Regions from separate parts of the Mus musculus genome. Here all the other regions are linked to region 4. Evidence: chromatin contacts called from public HiChIP or PLAC-seq and promoter capture Hi-C data. All regions are on one chromosome and are shown on one strand. The core of a region is the stretch at or near the end of the contact, and the rest is flanking DNA. Distances in the headings are between cores, read along the strand shown.

Region 1 (3,419 bases), core at 872-3,371, 1.8 Mb before region 4:
CTTAAGGAGACAGATACACAGTGCATAGCAAATAAAGTTACTTGGAAGTTTCAAAAAAAAAAAAAAATCCTCAGGAAGCTTTAACATGAGCCAGGCAGTGGTGGCGCACACCTTTAATCCCAGCAAGTGGGAGGTAGAGGCAGGAGGATTTCTGAGTTCCAGGCCAGCCTGGTCTATGGAGTGAGTTCCAGGACATCCAGGGATACAAAGAGAAACCCTGTCTCGAAGAAAAAAAAAAAAAAAAAAACCAAACTTTAACATGAAGCTTGATACAATGTTATCAATACAGTTTCTATGATACATGTTTTCTAATTCTGTTTTTTGTTTGTTTGTTTTCTTCCTAATTTTCGCGTTTTGTTTTGTGATATGCAGGCCAAGGCAAGGGTGGAGGTCAGAGGACCACTTTTGGGGGTCCAGACTTTCTTTTCACTGTGGGTGCTGGGGATTGACTGAAGGCTTGTGTGGCAAGTGTTTTTACCAGTAAGCTCATCTCACCATATTCTACTTCTCCTTCTGTATACCCTCTGGCCCTCACTGTGTTGACTGAAAAGTGGGCTTGTTTGCCTATTGAATAGGTCATTCTGAAATGAGTCTTCACCTCAAATATTCCGGGAACCACGACATACCACACCATCCTGAAAATACTGTTCATGTAAAGTGTCATAAATTCAGATAAGCATTTCAACCTACAGGATGTCACTACCAGCCGACAAATGTCCTATACTGCACTCTGAATAGAATAGCATCCATCTGCCACCCCTTCACAGCTACTGAAGAACTAAGCAGCAGACATGATAAGACAGCTGGATACACCAACCTCAGTCATTTCCTGGAAGCACACTTACAAAGATGCCTGATTCAAAAAAAAAAGATTGTGAAAGACTTAATTTTATGTCTAACGAGAATGATCCACAGCTGTGGAAATTTGAGAAATGATAGAGCATGCCTAGTGGCTAGAGATTTTATGGCAGAGAAAGCAATACAGAGATGAAAGAAGGGGGCAGGGGACGGGATGTATTTTCCAAACCAGGGTTGTGTAGCATTCAGCTCAGACTAGCTCAGTACTCAAAAAGCACAGCTCACAAGCAGAAACACTCAGCTCTTTCAAGTCCAGAACCCCTCAGAAGAAACAGACCAGACTACTGTTCTCCATTTCTTAGGGGATTTGAAAAAAAAAAAAAAAAAAAAAAACCAGACTGGCCTTTGAGGTGAGTGGATGAACAGTTAGTCCTCTGTGTGCCCCACGTATGCACTCTCTCCCAGCCAGCCCCTCCTCTCTTTCTCAACCAACCCTATTCAATTACGCGTAGTACGTGAAGATTTTTAAGATCTCACAAAAACATGGTCTCTGAAGCCCCCAAGAAAGGCCTTCCCTGACATTAAGTATAACGTCCGAGCGTATGTGTCCAGAGGCCAATAATGAACTGCGTGAGCCACACACACCCCCAGGATAGTATAGGATAAATGCCTTAGGGATGCATCTTTAAGGGGCTTTGCTTTCTACATTTAGGGGCTACCAGAGGAGAGCAGCAGCCTCCCAGGTGAGCAGACTCTAATCCCCAACAAAGCTTAGGACTGTGAAGCGTCCATTAGGCCCCACGGAGAGGACCCTTTCCTTCGGGGGCGGGGGGGGGGAGGGCGTTTGGCTTTCTGAAGCGGCGGGAAAATCTCGTTGGTTTCAAATCGGAAAATGGAAAGAACTGGCTTGAAGACGCGCGAGTTGCGAAATTAAAAGCTCGGCTCGGCTGACCTCCTGCAAGCGCACGACGTGATTCTCGCCGGGCCCGAAAAAGGGGACCAGGATGGTGCAGTAGAGAGCCCCGCCGCGAACGGGGAGCGGACCCGGGACCGCGCGCGCACCTGGGCCGCGAGGAGGGGGCATCCCGAAAGGATCGGTGCTTACCCACTTCCAAAGCAGGGACACAGCGGCCGTGCAGATCCCGTTCTCTCGGACAGCGCCTTCCTCCCAAGCCGCAGGCTCTACCCACCGCTCCGCCCGCCGCTCCCCGAGTCCCCGGCCCGCGGCCGTATTTAAATACTTCTGCCGGGGAAGGCGGAGGCTTCATTCCCCTGCAGCCAAGCCTCCCGGGACTCTGGACCCGGCCACCGCCCCGCGCTGCCCCGCCTCCCTCCGCTCCAGGCCCCCCGGGCAGGCCTCTATTTCCTTCTGGACCCAGAGCGGCAGAGGGGGCGGGATCCGAACTGTATGACCACGCCCCTTGAGGAGCAGGGCGAATCAGCTCCAGCTAAGTCACGGGCTCCGCCCTCGCCCGCAGCGAGCGGCGCTGGGCGTGGCTGCGTGCGCCGCTGGTCCCGCTAGGCTGACTAGCTGCAGGGAGGGGCGTCGTGGTCCCTGTTGGTCATCCTTGTCTGTGCTCCTTCCCCGCTCTGGGTCCCTGGAATCTGGCATGAGGAAGGTTCGCGCGTGCCAAGTGAACCACCCGTGATCATAGGGCCTGGGAGGGGAGAGCGAGCCCACAGAAAAAGGTCTTCCGGCTTTCTGACTCTTCCCCTTATCCTGGAGCCCGAGCTCCGTTCTCGGCCCCTGGACTCTGATGGAGGGCCTCCCCTGCTCTCCTAAGCTCTTCAAGCCCCTGAGTCCGCCGCGCCCTTCAGACAGTTGCCCAGAGTTTAGTCACGTCCCATCCGGATGGCGCCGGGTCTGGGAAGGAGATACCTCAGGTCAAAACGATGCTGAGTTCCATAATGACTGAACCAGTGTCTCCGGGTTGGTCCTTGGCCAGAGAACCCGGGCGCCCACGCCTGGAGGGCGTATTTTCCAGGAAAACTTTCCAGCCAAATTCTAAAAGGGAGGTTGTCTGTATGATGCATAGCAAGGCGTATGCAACGTAGATATGTGTGGGTGTTAATTTGCGTGTGTGTGTGTGTGTGTGTGTGTGTGTGTGTGTGTGTGTGTGTGTGTGTGTGTTACTAGAGATTGAACTCTAAGCACTCTACCACCGAACTGTCCCCAGTCCTTACAAATGCATAGAAAGTAAAACTGTCCCCTGGAGAAAGGGCTAAGATGTTTACTCCCCAGGACCCATATCAGAGGACTCAACACTGCCTAAAACTCCTGCTCCAGGAGACCACGCTCTATCTACCAGCACGAACATACACAGACATCTGTATGCATAAACTTTTTTTAAAAGGCAAAATTATTTAGCCTGCCCACGGGAGTTTTTTGAGACATGGTCTCTGTGTAGAGGTGGCAGATCTGGAACTCAGTATATAGTTCAGACTGGCCTTTTACTTGCAATGATCCCCTTACTTGACCCCTCTGCCCTCCCTCCCCCAGGGATCATGATTACCGCCACGCCCACTTTTAATGTGAAGGTTTGTTCTGTTTCTTTTGCTGCTAGAGATCAACTTAAGCCTAAAAATCAAAAAGGAGAAAAGGCCAGGCACAAATACCTCAT
Region 2 (3,334 bases), core at 325-2,824, 1.0 Mb before region 4:
TAGAAGTGGATGCTCACAGTCAGCTATTGGATGGAACACAGGGCCTTCAATGGAGGAGCTAGAGAAAGTACCCAAGGAGCTAAAGGGATCTGCAACCCTATAGGTGAAACAACAATATGAACTAATCAGTACTCCCAGAGCTCGTGTCTCTAGCTGCATATGTAGCAGAAGATGGCCTAGTTGGCCATCATTGGGAAGAGAGGCCCCTTGGTATTGCAAACTTTATATCCCCAGTACAGGGGAAACACCAGGGCCAAGAAGTGGGAGTGAGTGAGTAGGGGAGCGGGGTGGGGGTGGGGGCCGTGGCGGTGGGGGTTGGGAGTAGGGTATAGGGGACTTTCAGGATAGCATTTGAAATGTAAATGAAGTAAATACCTAATTAAAAATGGAGGAAAAAAAAGGTCTAGCAGAACTATTTTAGAGTGTGTGTTTTATATCTGGAAAGAATAGAGAAGGTCAATCAATATAGGTATGTACACAGATATAGGTATGTACACAGATATCAATAATGAAAAAATGAAGGCTGCCAAGATCTGAGTTCCCCAACTGTCACAGTTGTGATGGCAGGTCCCTGGTCCTGTTTGGTTTCTGCTTTCAGTTCTGAACACAATGGCAAACAGAAAGTAAGATTTAATAAACACTTGCTCAAATCAGGGGGAAGAGGTATGCATATAACAGGACAACGCCTTTCTGTCATTATGAATCCCCCCCCCCCCACACCCAGCTTACAGGAATTCCCTTGAGTTTTAGTTGGATGCATTCCCCAGCCTTTGTTATTAAGCATGTTCTGTGACTAATTCTGGAGTGGAAACCAAGCAAAATGATGTGTGCATCTTTCCAGCCCTGTCCTTGGAAGGCATGGGCATGTTGTCTTCCTCCCCCTTCTGCCTACAAGTGGACTCGGGATGAGCAACAGGGGCCACCTACCAGAAACCTTGCCTTTCTCAAAGATTTACTGAGTTGGTAAGATACTGCTAGCAGATGCATGAGTCCTCCATACCATGGCCTTTGGGCTAATTGCACAGGGATACAGGGATTACAAAATTTAAAGAGAGAGAGAGAGAGAGAGAGAGAGAGAGAGAGAGAGAGAGAGAGAGAGAGAAGAGAAGAGGAAAAGAAAAGAAGAGAAAAGAAAGGAAAAGAAAAGAAAGGAAAAGAAAAGAAAAGAAAAGAAAAGAAAAGAAAAGAAAAGAAAAGAAAAGAAAAGAAAAGAAAAGAAAAGCGAATTTTTGAGTCTCATGCCTAGACTCAGAATCCCTGATGATGGGTCCAGCCATCTCCATTTTAACGGGCTTCAGGTGCCTGAGAGTTAAACCGCCGGAACTACTTCACCTACTTCAATCTCTAAGTGTTTAAAGAAGGAGACCAAGCCAGAATGCTCAGGAACCCTGGCCTGAGCTTCCAAGTGGGGCTGAACGGCTGCCAACTGCCCACAGGAGTACAAGAAACTGGTGAAGAGTCACCCCTACCAGTTCCCACTGGGAAAGCCTGGCGCAGAGCCCTTCCCCCGCCCCCTCCCGTTGCCATGGAGATCCGGGCACCCTGAGGGACCCGATTTCCGCATCCAGGGTTCAGTGTGGACCCAGCTCCTTGCTCCTTGCTGCCTTACCCACTAGGGCTGCCTCACGAGCTCCGGGACGGTCACGAGAAGTGTCCCCTTAGGGACCCAGAGCTCCGCTTTCTTTCAGGGACCCGGAGAGAGCCGAGAGCTCGGCCTGAGCAGTGTCCCCGGAGCGCGAGGGCGAGCCCCGAGGAGGCAGCGTCTCCCTCAGGGACCCTGGACGTAGCTGGCGCGGGCGCCGAGCGCTTTCCCCCGGCCGAACCCGGTGGGTGGTGTGGCTGCACTTAAACCAAACGGCCTCCGCGGGCCGCGGCTTCCCGGGGCTCCCGAGGGCCTGTTACCTCCTCCATCGCCCCAAGTGCAGAGGCTGCCGCGTCTTCAGCCCCAGAGCCCCGGAAAACATCCCAACCCCAGAGAAGGGCGGATTCGCGGAGAAGGTGATAGGACCTTTACTCCCTGGGATGCCGGGATGCTTAGGGGGACCTAGTGGGTCTGTCCTTAATGGGCTGTGACAAAGGGTGCTGGTGGTGGTGATGCTGGTGGTTGTGGTGGTGAGGTTCTCCAGCTGTCTCCCCCCCTCCCCCCACCCCCTGTGCAAGTTTTCATTGCAGTTGGAAGTATGGGATGTTCCGATGGGCTAGTACATGTCATGTCTCTAAGGTCACAAAAAAAGGGGACATCAAGCCAGGCGGTGGTGGCGCATGCCTTTAATCCAAGCACTTAGGAGGCAGAGGCAGGCAGATTTCTGAGTTCAAGGCCAGCCTGGGCTACAGAGTGAGTTCCAGGACAGCCAGGGCTACAAAGAGAAACCCTGTCTCGAAAAGAGAGAGAGAGAGAGAGAGAGAGAGAGAGAGAGAGAGAGAGAGAGAGAGAGAGAGAGAGAGAGAGAGAGAGAGAGAATTAAGATAGGTGCTGTAGATACAGAGATTTACTAAGATAACCTTCTCTTTTCTCAGAGACGATGCTTAAGACTACAAGGATAGAGATCTCCCTGGACCACATGATTTGAACTTGAAGCTTGAGTTATTGACATCAGGGGCAAACATGCTGGACCCAACGAGTGAAAGGGACCTTTTTGACCAAGAAAACATGGAGGAGATCTCCCAACTCGCTTCCCTGGAGATGTCGGGGGATGTAGTCGCCAATACAAACTCTTCAACCGTCGTCCTAGAAAAACCCAGCTACCCAGACTCCGTGTACGTTACGGCAGCGAACATTTTTCAGGGTATTCGGATCCAAAGGTCGCCAGACAAAGTCATAATAAATTACGGAAGTGAACCCCTGCAGCCCTCCTCCTCCCGCTCCGAGGATGAATCTTTCCAGCGCTTGTCCTATGAGTTGGCTTTCAGTACCCTGAAGTGTAAGTAATAGCAGTTCCTAAAGAGCAGCGCTAAAAGAAAATGGAAAAGCCAGGCACGGTGGCTTATACGTAGTACAAGGCCAACCTGGGCCACAAAGTGAGATTCTGTTTCAGGAGGCGGGGGTGGGGGGTTGGGGGTAGGGTGGAGGGTGGGAGTGGGAATTAATGGAATGCAGCCTAGCTCCTCAAACATATGTGTATCACAACAGTCTAAAAATGAAGGCGTCCTAAGGGGGACTAGAGAATTCGACTGCATTTGCCCTTAGATAGGTATAGTGGGGTCGTTAAAAAGAGCAGGAGCCGACATGGTTGTATAGGCCTGTACTCCCAGCGGCTGAGCCTTGAGGATTTGGAGTTCCAAGCCAGGATGGGCTATAGAGCCAGGCCCTTCTCAAAAAGAAAAAGAAAAGAAC
Region 3 (3,088 bases), core at 449-2,948, 1.4 Mb before region 4:
TTTTTAAACTCATTTCATCTGGCAGAGGTGTTGGTGTTTGTAGCAGTTGCCCTCACCCTTAGAAACACAAACTCAGAGGCAAAGAAATTATTTGTGCTTTGCCTACCTAATAATATTCCAGTGGTAATCAAGCTTCCCACAAGGAATTTTCTGGAGAGAGACTAAGTTCCTACTTTACTAGTAAATTGCTACGGGGGGGGGGGGGGCTCATAGAGGCTTCTATGTGTCTATTTGTAAGCCTGATGTTGTCTCCTTTCTTCTGTCCATACCACGCTTCAAGTACATTGACCTATCACCCTCCCCTTTCTTTCTCCCTCTCCCTCCCCCTCTCCCCTCCCCTCTCCCCCTCTCCCCTCCCCTCTCCCCCTCTCCCCCTCCCCTCTCTCCCCCTCCCCCTCTCCCCCTCTCCCTCTCCCTCTCCCTCTCTCTGACAGGGTTTCTCTGTGTAGCCCTGACTGTCCTGGAACTCACTCTGTAGACCAGAACTCAGAGATTTGCCTGCCTCTGCCTCCAGAGTGCTGGGATTAGAGACGTGCCATTTAATCCCATTTAAAGTACCTAAGGCCTGGCTAATCCAATCTCATGTCTGCCTTAAGGTCTTTCTGCTGTTTGCCTACTTGGCACTCCGATATTTTGAGCAAGTTACCATCCTGGTCAGTAGCATTTATAGTGATTCAAGACTTAGGGTGGCGGGGCATGGGAAGGGGAGGGGGAGGGGAGGGGGGAGGGTGTTAATACTTCAGGAGAGTCAAATGGCTGGTTTAGGCAGTTTGACCATGGGGTTACATTGTGGCAGATGGTCTCTACACCTGGCTGGCACAGCGAGGAGGGACAAGTACAGTTGTGTTTTTAGTCAAATAATGAAACTCAGAGGGGTCAGAAAACAGCACAGGGTCTAGTACCTCCCGGCCCAGGTGCTGCTCTGTGGCGGTTACTTGACTTTTGCTATGCCCTTCATTTTTAAATTGTTACTAATACTGGCAGCACAACTCATTATTAATAAGGCAGAGTGATCCAGAGAACCCACCGACTGTCTCCTGCTGGGCTGGTGGTGAACTCCGTGTACAGCTGAGTTTTTTTTTTTTTTTTTACAGAGACTCTCTGTGAAGCTCTGGATGTTCTAGAATTCTCTATGTAGACCAGGCTGGCCTTGAACTCAAAGAACTCCACCTGCTTTTTGCCTCTTGAGCGCTGGAATTAAAGGCAGGTGCCATCATACCTGGGAAACCTGGAACTTCTGATCCTTCTGAACATTGGGATAACAGGTGTGTGCCAGGAACTATGGCTTTTATTCAGTACGGGGCACAAACACAGGGCCAGGCAAGTACGCTACCCATAGGCTCCATTCTCAGCCCGGAAGTTAAGTTCTTAGTTAAGTGCTTTTACTTAAGCTTAAGTTAACCGAGACCAGCCAGGACAGTGAAACCGATTTTCCTCTCTTGTTTCATTTCCTGAAAGAATCATCCCAGTTTCACCCCCTTTCCTTCCCTCAACAGGAGGGAATGGAGAGAGAGAAACGATCCAGAAAGGATAAAACGGTAATCAAACAGAAATCCAGCCGTGCAGCAAAAGCCCTATTTGGCCTCTTGCTTGGGTAGGTTTCACAGGCTCATGGAGGGAAACAAACGCACATGCGCACAGGCCCCTAAACCCACACAGGCGAAACCCCTTTGTGGAGAAGCCAGCCACAGGAAACTCACTTCGGCACAGGAACTTGCTAATCGCTTTTGTCACTTTCGGAGTGTTCCTCTGCCTCGGTCACCTCCGACACTGAGGCCCACCACCTTGGGCTGGACTCTGCCAGTCCGGTGTTGCAGCTTTTCCAACAGTGACTCATTGGGAGCCTTGGGGAAGAGAGAGAGAGAGAGAGGTAGACCTCAGGAGGGACTCTCAGCAGTAATAGATTTGAGCTACGTTAGCTTTTACATGGCGTGGAGAGCTACTTAGACTTCCGGAGTCAGTCATTTTGGTGATGAGACTTGGCATTCTACCCCAGGTAAGACTTTTGCCTCTTTAAAAATGTTTTTTCGGTGTCTCAGGAATCTCTGTGATTTTGTTAAGATTTTTTTCTTCTTCTTTAGGCTGAACATTGTAATGACCTTTTTTAATTTGTTGCAAAGTGTAGACTAAACTCAGAGATGGGGGTGTGTTCGGCCGTCTACCCCAACTCTAGAGTCTTAACAAGACACACTTTGGTTTTCTTTCTATTTTGCTTTGTTTTTGTTTTGAGATGAGGTCTTGGATAGCCTGGGCTGGCTGATGTGAAGTCAAAGATGGCCTTGAATTCCTGACCCTTCTGCTTCCACCTCCCAGGTGCAGGAGTTACAGGCATGTGCCACTGAGTCTTAGTTTCTAAGGTATTCCCATATGTTCTTGGGGCTGTGTCAGAGCTTGCTTGTGTGGGGACTTTAGACTTCATGCAGCAGTGTTTGATGAAGGAAATCTAAGGGCCCTCCAGCATCCACAGAGAGCAGCTTTAAAGTTATCTAGCTATGTAGAAAAAAAAAATCGAAATAAAAACCATATCCCAGAATTCCTATCTAGCTATTCTCAATCCCAATGGCCCCTTTCTGTACATTTCTAGATTAAATTTAGTTTCTCAGCAGGTTTCATGCTGTGCACTGCCAATAGATTGGCTGGGCTGTAACATCCACAGCAACAAAAGCTTGGGGGAAAATCACCGGTTTTAGGTGCTTCACTAAATTAAAGTTGTGACAGATGGGTTCAAGCGACCGGATCTAAGATGGTGCTGTGCATGAGAGAAGAGAAATATAAGGAAACCCGTCCTTCGGTGGACCTTCAAGTCTAGTAGTTACAGCGAAAGATACAGGTTAGGAAACAGTTGAAGAAGAAGCTGGGTCACAGAAGCTTTAACAGCTGTAGGGTTTCGAGAAGGGTTCTGGGAGTGAGCTGGAGTGCTCAGAAGGAAGGATGCTTATAAAGGATGGGGGCTTAGCAGGAAGCCTTAGGAAGGATGGGGGCTTAGCAGATGGAGAAGGGGAAGGTTGTTGTAGACTTGGAGGGCCATGTGGACTTTCCATAAAGAGGAGACTGACTGGCCTAGAGACTGGCCCAGTGGTTTACCCTC
Region 4 (3,358 bases), core at 837-3,336:
CACATAGGGTGATGGTTAATATTACACTTAAGGTTTTAATTACTATGCTTACGGTGCGTACAAGTTGTCCTCTGACCTCTACACACATGCTATTGCCTGCCTGCCCTAACCCATAAATAAAATGTGCTCAGAGTAATTTTCGAAGCTGGAAAGCAGTGAGGGAAGAGAAAGAGAGAACTATCAGGCGGAAGATGCAAACATTCTCTCGGCAGAATCTTTGCTTTCGTGCCTTTGCAGAGCAGCTTCAGCTTCCACTGTGGACTCAGTCTATTTTCTACTGTCCCCAAATGGCCTGGAACTGAGTTAACCGAAACTGAAATGACATCTGCTCGTACGGTTTCATCTGAAGCTTGAGGATGGACTTAGAAACAGACTCCATTTGCCTTCCAGATTTCTATATTTTAGAAGAGATAGGAACACAAGGAGAAAATCTAGCTATTATGGAGAGTGGGAAGACTGAAGGTCTAACTTTAGTATAAATCAGATGCATTGTTATCTACTTACGTATAGTTACTTATAGTCAGAAAATTCGGGAATACAGAAGAGGCAGAAGGAAATCAAATTCTGCTACTAAGAGTAAAAAGATCACTGATCTAGTCAGCAACACTAAGTCTTAGAATGAAACTCATCTTGCTGATAAAATGATTTAGAATTTCCAGGCATCTAGAACTGTGAGGAAAAAGAAGTTGCGTTGTTTAAACTACTCAGTCTGTTGTATTTGACACCCCAGGTAAACCAAGATACACATGTGTGCATGTACACACACACACACATACACACACACACAAACACACACACTACCCATACATGGTGGGAGAGCCAGATTAAACAAATAATCAAAAAGAAATATTAGACAATGATAAATATTCTAAAATAGGGGACAAATTATACTCCAGCAATGCAGAGAAGATAATGTGTTAGCTGAGCTTGGGTGATAGGGAATCTAGACTGGAGATTGTGGGGACCTGAATGTGGACATTGGCCTTAGAAGAAAAGTTTACAACATTCTACCGAGCATCCTTTGACTCCTAGACAGCAGCTGACTGGCGCCTAGGCTGCCATGAATCATAAAGGCAATTGTACTTCTGAGAGAGTAGGAGCTTAGAGATACTCGGTTCCTAAGTTGGAGTATAGATCTGTAGTCAGCTTCCTGTCCTCCACCTCTCTCTTCTGTTCTTCTTTTTCATTTTTCTCTATGCCTCTTCTCCGGGTCTCTGCAGACGACACCCCCACCCCTGCATACCTTTTATCTAGCCAGACATGAAATTATGGAAGCCACATTCAAGTCTTCTTTCCTGTTCTTTTCTCCCACACCATCACACAATTCAGGATTTCATTGCTCTCCCTAGTTGTGTGCAATGGCCTCCCTATGATCTTTCTAATATAGATGATGTCACACTTCTGCTTAAAGTTGTAGCTTGGCTCCCTAGATTGCAGAGTTAAGTTCAGAAGTTTTGGCATACATGCAGGCAGAACACTGTATACATAATAAGTCTTTAAAAATATTTTTAATTAAAATATAACTTCATCATTTCTCCCCTTTCCTTCCAACCCCTCCCGTGCCCTCATGTAATGTTTTTCTTGCCACACACCCTGCCTCTCAGCAGTTCAAATCTTTCACCCCCCCCCAGACCCATTCATTCAGTTCACACCGAACTGTCCTGATTCATTCTGTTACTTTACCTGCTCTGTTCTCTTATTTGGAACCTCCTTCCCTTTTCATATACAATTTTTCCTTTCCCTTCAAGATTTATGGCCAGAATTACTTTTCCAGAAACCCCTGATTAACTCAGCTTGTGGTCGTTTTTGCTCTATTGTCTCTGAGAAGGTCAGTGTTATGTTCTTTTTTTTTTTTTTTCCTCCAAGCGTCTGTCACATAGCCGGTTTCACTAGTGCTTGAAATAAGAAAACTAAATCACAGGGTTTGGTGAATCGCTATCTGGAGAGATCATAGATATTTCTGAAGCTTCTGTATATGGAAGTAGAGAGATTTTTGAGGTTCGGAAGCCAGCGAGGAAAATCGCCTGAGTGCCGGTTAAGACGAAAGTTGCCTCGGTGGTTTTACTTAACATTTCCGTGCCAATTGGCTCGTAGGGAAGGTGGAACCAAAACAAGGAGAAAAACTGCATTTCCCGTCATGCCTCCGGAAACCACGCCCGGTGACTCTCAACGTCCCGCCTGACTCACGTGGAAACGAAAGGATCACTTCCGGTTTTGCAACCCCGGGAACCGGCGGCGTCGATCGGCCCTTTAAGGCCTTTCTCCGAAGCTCCGCCTTCGCTTGGGTCTTTCTAGAAAGGCAGCTTCGGTCTGGACCGAGCGGGGCAGGTATTACCGGGCCGCCATAGGGGGACTTCTGCGGCTGTGTGCTGCACGCGTCCGGGAGGGCCCGTTCCTCCGGGGGTTTGGGGTTCCTGCCGGCTCTGAAAGCAGGTCGGAGGGTCGTCGCCCCGCACTGACGTTTTGCTCTTCTTTGCTGTTGCAGCGTCCCGGGCTCCCGAGTGTCTCCCATGGCGGATACGACCCCGAACGGCCCCCAAGGGGCGGGCGCTGTGGTAAGTGAGCGGCCTGGTCGCCCGGCTCCATCAGCCGGAGTTGGCGAGGAGCAGGAAGTGTTTGAGAGGGCTAGAGGGTTCTAGAAGCCGCTGCCTGCCGGACTGGGGTTAGGGAGGAGCCGAGTGGCGGCCAGAGGAGCTCCAAGTTTGTTTCAAAGGCGACAACAGGCAGTTCTGGAGCAGGCGGCTGTCACCTGTCAGCTAGGGATGTTGGCCTCCTTGCCCCTTCCCACACCGCGGTCTCCGATCGTCTTCGGCCCCCAAGGTGGAAAATACCATCTATTCAACCCACATGCCTCGTGGTGCGCGTCGTAGTATTGCCCTTTGTACCTACTTCAAGCCTTTTAAGAAATTTTGCAAAGGGGAGAGAGTGGTGTGTTTCTTTGATTAGTCGTTTACAAAGAGGAGGACTGCCCGTTTGTAAACTTTATAATTAAAAATGTTGATCTACAGGTCGACTCGAGGTAGTTTTTGTGTTTTTGCCCTTAAATTGAAGTTTTGATTTTTTTTTTTTTAAAAAGCTTTTTACAACACCCCTGTACTGTGTACACGCACTTAACTTTGCTGACCCATTTGGAGATTTTTGATAACCCAAAAATACTTAAGTATTATTTTCCACTTCATTACATTTGGGGAATTGAACATGGATGCATTTTAATCTACTTTGTAGTTCACGTGCAGATTTCCTTAACTGTCCATTGTCCCTTCCCCTCTTTGGGAAGCAGCCATTGTGTTTATTTGTTCTGCCTCTTTACTCCCAGTCAGTCCATGGAAATCCCTCTATTATCTCTGGGCTTTGAAGA
Region 5 (3,417 bases), core at 677-3,176, 1.1 Mb before region 4:
GAGATCCAATAAGGGAGAAGAGGGGGAGAGGGACTATTGTTGTCTATTGCCCCAAAGCTTACATTCCAGCATGGGGAAATACACTAACTGCTAACACAACCACGAGTATCTTTTGTGCAGGGGATGAAGTACGTGCTGAAAGCTTGACTCCACCTCTAAACCTATAGCAGGAGCCTCTGTACATTTGTGTGTGTAAGCATATCAGATTATCAAGGTGCTGGGGACACAGCTCAGCAGCAGGACATTTGCCTTCCAGCGTCAGCCCCTCGGTTCAACTCCCAGTATTATAAAAACAAAAACAAAAAACAAACAAAAAAAACAAACAAACAAAAAAATGGGGGCGGGGCGCTGCTCCCGTGAGTAGAGAGAGGGCTAGAGGGCAGGTTCCCAGCACCCCATCTAAAAAGCACCTGAGATCCAGGGCTAGGGTGGGGAGACTGGAGGATCTGGGGCTCACTGGCAAACCAGTCTAGACAAAATGGTGAGCCCTAGTTTCACTGAGAGATGCTACCTCAAAAGGTATTGTGCAAGGCGCCAGTATGATTCTGCCCTGCGCACACAGGCACTCGTGCCGCATACACTTATACCACCCCTCCCCAGCCACCATAAAGACAGACAATAAAGATAGGCTACCCACTCTCTCTCTCTCTCTCTCCCTCTCTCTCTCTCTCTCTCTCTCTCTATATATATATATATATATATATATATATATATATATATGTTTGTTTTTTCACTGTATAGCCCTGGCTGTCCTGGAACTCACTTTGTAGACCAAGCTGGCCTCGAACTCAGAAAGCTGCCTGCCTCTGCCTCCCAAGTGCTGGGATTAAAGGTGTGCGCCACCACCGCCCAGCCCCCTTTTCTTTTTTTTAATCTCTCTTTTTAAAAAATTTATTTATTTTATTTATTTTATGAGTACACTGTAGCTGTCTTCAGACACACCAGAAGAGGGCATCGGATCTCATTACAGATGGTTGTGAGCTACCACGTGGTTGCTGGAAATTGAACTCAGGACCTCTGGAAGAGCAAGCAGCGGTCTTAACGGCTGAGCGTTCTCTTGGGCCCCAATATATCCAAAAAAAAAAAAAAAAAAAAGAAGAAGAAGAAGAAGCAGCCTTTTGAGTAAAGACGTGAAGGCAGGGCAGAAACTAGAGTAAGAGTATTCCTTCTATGCCTGCGTTAGAAAGGCTTGGCTACTTCTGGAGAGGAAGGAGGTCATGTGACCTGGGTGGAGGGGGCGGTAAGACAGGAGGGAAGGTCACAGGAGTGTGTGGGTGAAGCAGATCAGAATGACAAACTCTGTACCAGCAACTCCCTGTTAACCTGCCAGGTCTCTATGAAACCCGAGACTGACGTGGCTAGGCCTCCATGAGAGGGCTATGTGTTGGGTGTGTTTTTGTGTGTGAACAAGGCCACTGCCTCTGTCTCCCTAACTGCTGCTTGCTGCTAATCTACCTGAATCCACCTAGCTTAGCACGTGTAGAAAACCAGCCACCTCACGCTTTAATTTAAAAAGGAGACAATTCACATACCTTAACAAGCCAACAGGGGCCCCTCCCACGGGCCCTCATCCTTACAGAAAACCAAGCTATTGTGCAGGATAGTTTCATGTTTGTGTCTAAAAATAAGTAGGAATCTTAGTCACCCTCTTCCTCCGTCAGAGAGAGCTTTATTTCTCTCTCACGCCAGCGATGCGGGCAGGTGTGTCTACTACGTCAATCCCACGCTCTCTCTCCGGTGGGATGGTTCTAGCCAGTGAAGCTCTCGGAGCCTCATCTTCCTCCACGGAGGTGTTAATGCTGCGGCAGTGTTTTGCTGCGGTGTAACAAATTAGCACGTACAGGAATGGTGGGAACTATACTTACTTCCTCCATCCTGGATCGCTTGAGTTTCAGTGGGCTTAACCGAGCTCAGTGCTCAGTCTTACAAGAGGGTTCACCGACAGTTGATACCCACAGTTCTCACCTAGAGTTCTTCTCAGTGTGTCCCTGGTTTTATTGGGGGTGGGGGGATTTTTGTTTATTTACTAATCTCAAATAAACTGTAATGTTATTTTTCTCTTATTTTTTATTGGATATTTTATTAATTCACATTTCAAATGTTATCCCCTTTCCTAGTTTTGCCTTCCCAACCCCCCATCCCATCTCCCCTCCCCCTGCTTCTATGAGGTTGCTCCCCTCCCCACCCACCCACTCCCACCTCACCGCCCTGCCATTCCCCTACACTGGGGCATCGAGCCTTCATAGAACCAAGGGCCTCTCCTCCCATTGATGCCCAACAAAGCCATCCTCAGCTACATATACAGCAGGAGCTACGGGTCCCTCTATGTCTACTCTTTGGTTGGTGGTTTAGTCCCTGGTAGCTCTGAAGGGTCTGGTTGGTTGATATTGTTCCTCCTCCTATTGGGCTGTAAACCCCTTCAACTCTCAGGAGACAGCTATATCAGGCTCTTGTCAGCAAGCACTTCTTGGCATCCACAATAGTGTCTGGGTTTGGTGACTGTATATGGGCTGGATCCCCAGGTGGGGTAGTCTCTGCTCCACACTTTGTTTCCATATTTCCTCCTGCGAGTATTTTGTACCCCCTTCTAATGAGGACTGTGTCCCTGTTATTAGGAGAATTATCATCCATTATAGGGTAGGACCAAGGTTCCTGTCTCCTTGCTGGCTGTCAGTCAGGGGTCTTACTCTGCTCTCGAAGGATACTCACATCCAGTCCTTCTTATCCTTCAAATGTTTCTGAATTCTGCTCACCGTTAAACTCTGAGTTCAGGAGACTGAGGCAGGAGGTCAAGGAGGTCAAGCTGGGTGGCATAATGAGAGGCTGGAGAGATGGCTCACTGGATGAAATGCTTGCTCTGCAAGCATGAGGACCTGGGTTAAGACGGCCAGCACCCATGTTAAGGGGGGGAAAAGTGGGGCATGGCTGTACGTGCCTTTAACCCCAGCACTGGTGGAACAAAGACAGTTGGATCCTGGAGGCTTGCTGGCCAGCCAGTCAAGGTTCAACAAGAGATCCTGTCTCTAAAGATAAGCTAGAAATAGGACATTGACTTCTGCCATCCACACATGCTTAATGCACATGTACAACACACACACACATTAAGAACAACAACAATGGGGCTGGGGAGATGGCTCAGCAGTTATGAGCACTGACTGCTCTTCTGAAGGTCCTGAGTTCAGGTCCCAGGAACCACATGGTGGCTCACAACCATCTGTAATGAGATCTGATGCCCTCTTCTGGTGTGTCTGAAAACAGCTACAGTGTACTTACACTTAATAAATAAATAAATCTTTAAAAAAGAAAGAAAGAAAGAAAGAAAGAAAGAAAGAAAGAAAGAAAGAAAGAAAGAAAGAAAGAAAGAAAAGAACAACAACAATGAAAAGCAGAGTACTTGAGAGGTGAAGGTAGGACAAC
Region 6 (3,352 bases), core at 134-2,633, 1.9 Mb before region 4:
CATAGTCACAGAAATATACTCAGACACAACATACACGTTACAAGTCAAATAAGAATGTATTGGACTTGGGGGCTGAACAAATGGTTCAGTGGTTAAGAGTGCATATTGTTCTTTGCAGAGACCCTGACTTCCAGAACTAACACCCACAGAAAGCAGCTCAAAACCACCTGTAACACCACCTCTGGAGGATCTGACACACTCTTCTGGCTACCATGGGCCTTCAAACATATGTGTGCATACACAAACTATGTGTGCATATACAAACACAGATACACATAACTAAAATAAGAATAAATATTTTCCAAAACAACACTTCAGATGAATTTCTAGACGGTATTTAAAGCAAACTCACATATTATCCCGAAAATAAAAAGGCCGACTCTGGGTGGCTACCATCACTATCTTTTTTCCCCAAAGAATAAAAAACAGAGAGCTGAAACTTTTTCCAGTTTGGTGTAACACTTTTCTCCCCTGCATGCTGGTGTTCTGACAAGCTTAAGAATAATAAAAGTGTGTGTAAGTGTGATTGTTAAATATCTTGTAGATTAGCTGAACATCTTCAGTGGTCCAGTAAATTAAAAATTATTTCCAACTTGTATCTGTCTCCTATGCCAGGGACTTTCAAACAATTTCACTTTCAAACTATTTGAATGTCCACTACATTGAATTATTGAAGTTGGAACTGAGGTTTAAAAAAAAAAAAAACTACTTATCGTAACAGGTGATAAGAGATGACAGCTGTCAAATACAGAACATCCGTCTGTACTCGCCGTGTTTTTATTCCTGGTAAACCAGGATCCGCTCAACTCCTATAAATTATTCTAAACAAAATAAACAAATAAACTTCCTTGTGTCACAGCTGACACTCGCTTCCAGGAAGCTGATTCAAGCTGAAGGCCCGAGCAAACTTCTCCCTGCGAAAGCCAAGTGTGACATTCTTCCACGCAAAGCTTGAAGTCGGGACTTTAGGAAGCACTCCAACAGAGATGATTTGGGACAAGGCTGTACACGAAAGTAACTTTTAACGCCCCGTCCAAATCAACTTTCTTCTTCCTTCCTCCCTTCCCCCAAGAGTCGGGGGGGTGGGGATGTGAAATTGCCGCGTAGCAGCCACCTCCCTGCAGCTGCGTCCCTGGTGCGCCCCGCACCCTAAGCCGGGCCCCTCGGAGCCCTCTGCATCGTCCTCCCCATCCCGCACCGCGGCGGCGCCCCGTTCACACCCCCGCCTGCAAAGCCTCTGTAGCTGCACGGCCTCCCGGGCGGCTCACCATCGCAGCCCCACGACCGAACAGGAGCAGGTGGGCAGGCCCGTGGCTGGGGTAATTCGTTATCGGGGCTCGGGATCCATTGGCGCCAACAACTTCTCCCGCGAAGTAGCAGAAGCGCGGGCGGCGGCGCGCGGCGATGACGTCGGAGGCGCGCGTTCCCCGCGGCCCCGCCCCGAGGCGGGAGCTGCGCACTGGGTGCAGGACCACAGCCCTAGCAACCGGAGGGTTGCTACCTTGTAGGACGGCGAGTGCGCGTGCGATCGTGGCCGGGAGACGCCCAATTTGGGATCTGAGGCTGACTTCCTCTAAGCCGGGTTCCCAGGTGGCTTCCTTCCTGCAGTACACGCACGTGCTGCAAGGGCAGTGCTCTGTAGCCGCTTCCAGAAGTTCTTACTGCCACCACGGTAGGATGAAGTGTATTCGATGCGCCCCGCAAAGGTCAACTGTTCTCATCAAACTTTACACTGATTTATTTTATTTTTAATGTTTGACCTATTGATTTTGGCTCAAACTAACAGACCCTTAGTGAATGGACATTTTTTTTAACTTTTTAATACATTTATCTATTGAAGATGGAATGACAAGCTGTGGTCAGAGAACAACTTTCAGGGAACCTTCCATCACGTGGGTATATGTTTGCATTTAACGGACTGTTTACAGTAAAGGCATTTTGTTTGTTTGGGGGGGTTGTTTTTCTGAGGCAGAAGATCATGTGACTTGTCCAGGTCCCAAACTCCTTATGTAGCTGAGAATGACCTTGAACTTCTGATTTCTCTACTGCCTCCCAAACGCTGAAATCTCAGATATATGCCAACACTCCTGCTTTACACGATGCAAGGGATCAAACTCAGAGCTACTGTGAATGCATGCAACCAACTGGGCAACCCTCAGCCCCAATGTCTTTGCTCTAAAACTACCAAGCTAAGAGAACTAGCCCCCGGGACTGGAGAGATGGCTCAGCGGTTAAGATCACTGACTGCTCTTCCAAAGGTCCTGAGTTCAAATCCCAGCAACCACATGGTGGCTCAAAACCATCCGTAATGAAATCTGATGCCCTCTTTTGGAGTGTCTGAGGTCAACTACAGTGTACTTACATATAATAAATAAATCTAAGAAAGAAAGACAGGAAGGAAGGAAGGAAGAAAACTAGCCCCTTAATTCCTTCCTAAAGCTTCATTAAGTCTCTTAAAGAATAGTCAAATCTTTGACATAACCAAGACACGCCCACACAGGGGAAAAAAAAAAAAAAAACAAGAAAAGATTTAGGATAAGCAAGCTTTGGAAGCTGCTCTTGCTATGAAACTCTAGTGGGCCTGCCTCCACCACCCCACTGCTGGGATTATAGGGGTGGTAGCCCACACCTGGCCAGCAAGTTTCCTATGAGTAAATGAGCAACCTGGTTGTGGAATAGAAATTAACAATTGCATATAACTTTAAGAGAAAACGTGACTATCAAAGAATTTAGTGTAGAGGGCAGTATCAAACTTTGGCCTTGAACTTTGAAATCTTTTTCTAACCACTTCTTGTTGGGTCTTGTCATTTTATGACACCATATCTACTGGGAAAGACAGTAAAGCCTTCAGGAATACAAGAGTTTGTATTTAAGTAGATGTCTATTGCAACATAATTTTGGTTTTTTGAGTGAGGATTTCTCTATGTATTCCTGGCTGGCCTGGAACACAATATGGATTCGCCTGCCTCTGCTTCCCTGAGTCTGGGATTAAAGGTGAGTACCATACTCTGCATTTTTTGTAACATGTAACCCACATGCATTTTTTGCACTGTTCTGGGTTAAAATTCACCAACAATAATAATCCCCAACTTAGAAACAAGTGAACAGTCACTGGTGAGAAGGACTTCCCTGCTTAGGTCCCTCTGAAGCCATTCGTTCAGTTCCTGCTCTACTATGTAATAGTTACAAGACCATAGAGAAGTAATTGTGACTCAGGGTCCTCATCTGTTAAGACACAACTATTTCTGCCACATATCAAGTAGTAATAGCATTCTCTGATGGTGCTGGTGCTGGTGCTGGTGGCGGCAGCAGCAATGGTGGTTACTTGATTTGGTTTGAGTTCAATTCAGAC

The links. Promoter capture Hi-C pulls out the DNA fragments that hold promoters and counts their contacts. HiChIP or PLAC-seq counts read pairs in DNA pulled down with a chosen protein or histone mark.
Region 1: a contact with region 4 is called in a promoter capture Hi-C map of hippocampal neurons, with 5 times the contacts expected there. The contact joins the promoter of Ugdh here to the promoter of Tmem33 in region 4. A contact is called at or near these places in 2 of 39 promoter capture datasets (hippocampal neurons and pre-B cells).
Region 2: an H3K27ac HiChIP or PLAC-seq map of microglia shows a contact between it and region 4, with 7 times the contacts expected there. The contact joins the promoter of Nsun7 here to the promoter of Tmem33 in region 4. A contact is called at or near these places in 5 of 39 promoter capture datasets (the 3T3-L1 cell line, cranial neural crest, hippocampal neurons and 1 more) and 3 of 115 datasets of contacts at active chromatin or transcription factors (astrocytes, embryonic forebrain and microglia).
Region 3: a contact with region 4 is called in a promoter capture Hi-C map of the C10 cell line, with 2.1 times the contacts expected there. The contact joins the promoter of Rhoh here to the promoter of Tmem33 in region 4. A contact is called at or near these places in 1 of 39 promoter capture datasets (the C10 cell line) and 1 of 115 datasets of contacts at active chromatin or transcription factors (the SCID.adh cell line).
Region 5: a promoter capture Hi-C map of hippocampal neurons shows a contact between it and region 4, with 4 times the contacts expected there. The contact joins the promoter of 1700126H18Rik here to the promoter of Tmem33 in region 4. A contact is called at or near these places in 3 of 39 promoter capture datasets (the 3T3-L1 cell line, hippocampal neurons and liver).
Region 6: a promoter capture Hi-C map of pre-B cells shows a contact between it and region 4, with 3 times the contacts expected there. The contact joins the promoter of Rfc1 here to the promoter of Tmem33 in region 4. A contact is called at or near these places in 3 of 39 promoter capture datasets (cranial neural crest, hippocampal neurons and pre-B cells).

The regions. Positions count from the first base shown.
Region 1 is chr5:65,433,721-65,437,139 of GRCm38.p6, forward strand. It overlaps Ugdh (UDP-glucose dehydrogenase), which reads right to left and starts at 2,122. Exons shown (of 12, transcript NM_009466.2): 1 at 1,904-2,122.
Region 2 is chr5:66,258,324-66,261,657 of GRCm38.p6, forward strand. It overlaps Nsun7 (NOL1/NOP2/Sun domain family, member 7), which reads left to right and starts at 1,575. Exons shown (of 13, transcript NM_001302833.1): 1 at 1,575-1,998; 2 at 2,518-2,921. The coding sequence starts at 2,606.
Region 3 is chr5:65,861,886-65,864,973 of GRCm38.p6, forward strand. Rhoh (ras homolog family member H) reads left to right here and starts at 1,699. Exons shown (of 3, transcript NM_001081105.2): 1 at 1,699-1,996.
Region 4 is chr5:67,258,479-67,261,836 of GRCm38.p6, forward strand. Tmem33 (transmembrane protein 33) reads left to right here and starts at 2,087. Exons shown (of 8, transcript NM_028975.4): 1 at 2,087-2,328; 2 at 2,486-2,555. The coding sequence starts at 2,511.
Region 5 is chr5:66,189,409-66,192,825 of GRCm38.p6, forward strand. It overlaps 1700126H18Rik (RIKEN cDNA 1700126H18 gene), which reads right to left and starts at 1,927. Exons shown (of 3, transcript NR_040695.1): 1 at 1,866-1,927.
Region 6 is chr5:65,334,256-65,337,607 of GRCm38.p6, forward strand. It overlaps Rfc1 (replication factor C (activator 1) 1), which reads right to left and starts at 1,384. Exons shown (of 25, transcript NM_001347357.1): 1 at 1,269-1,384. The coding sequence starts at 1,271.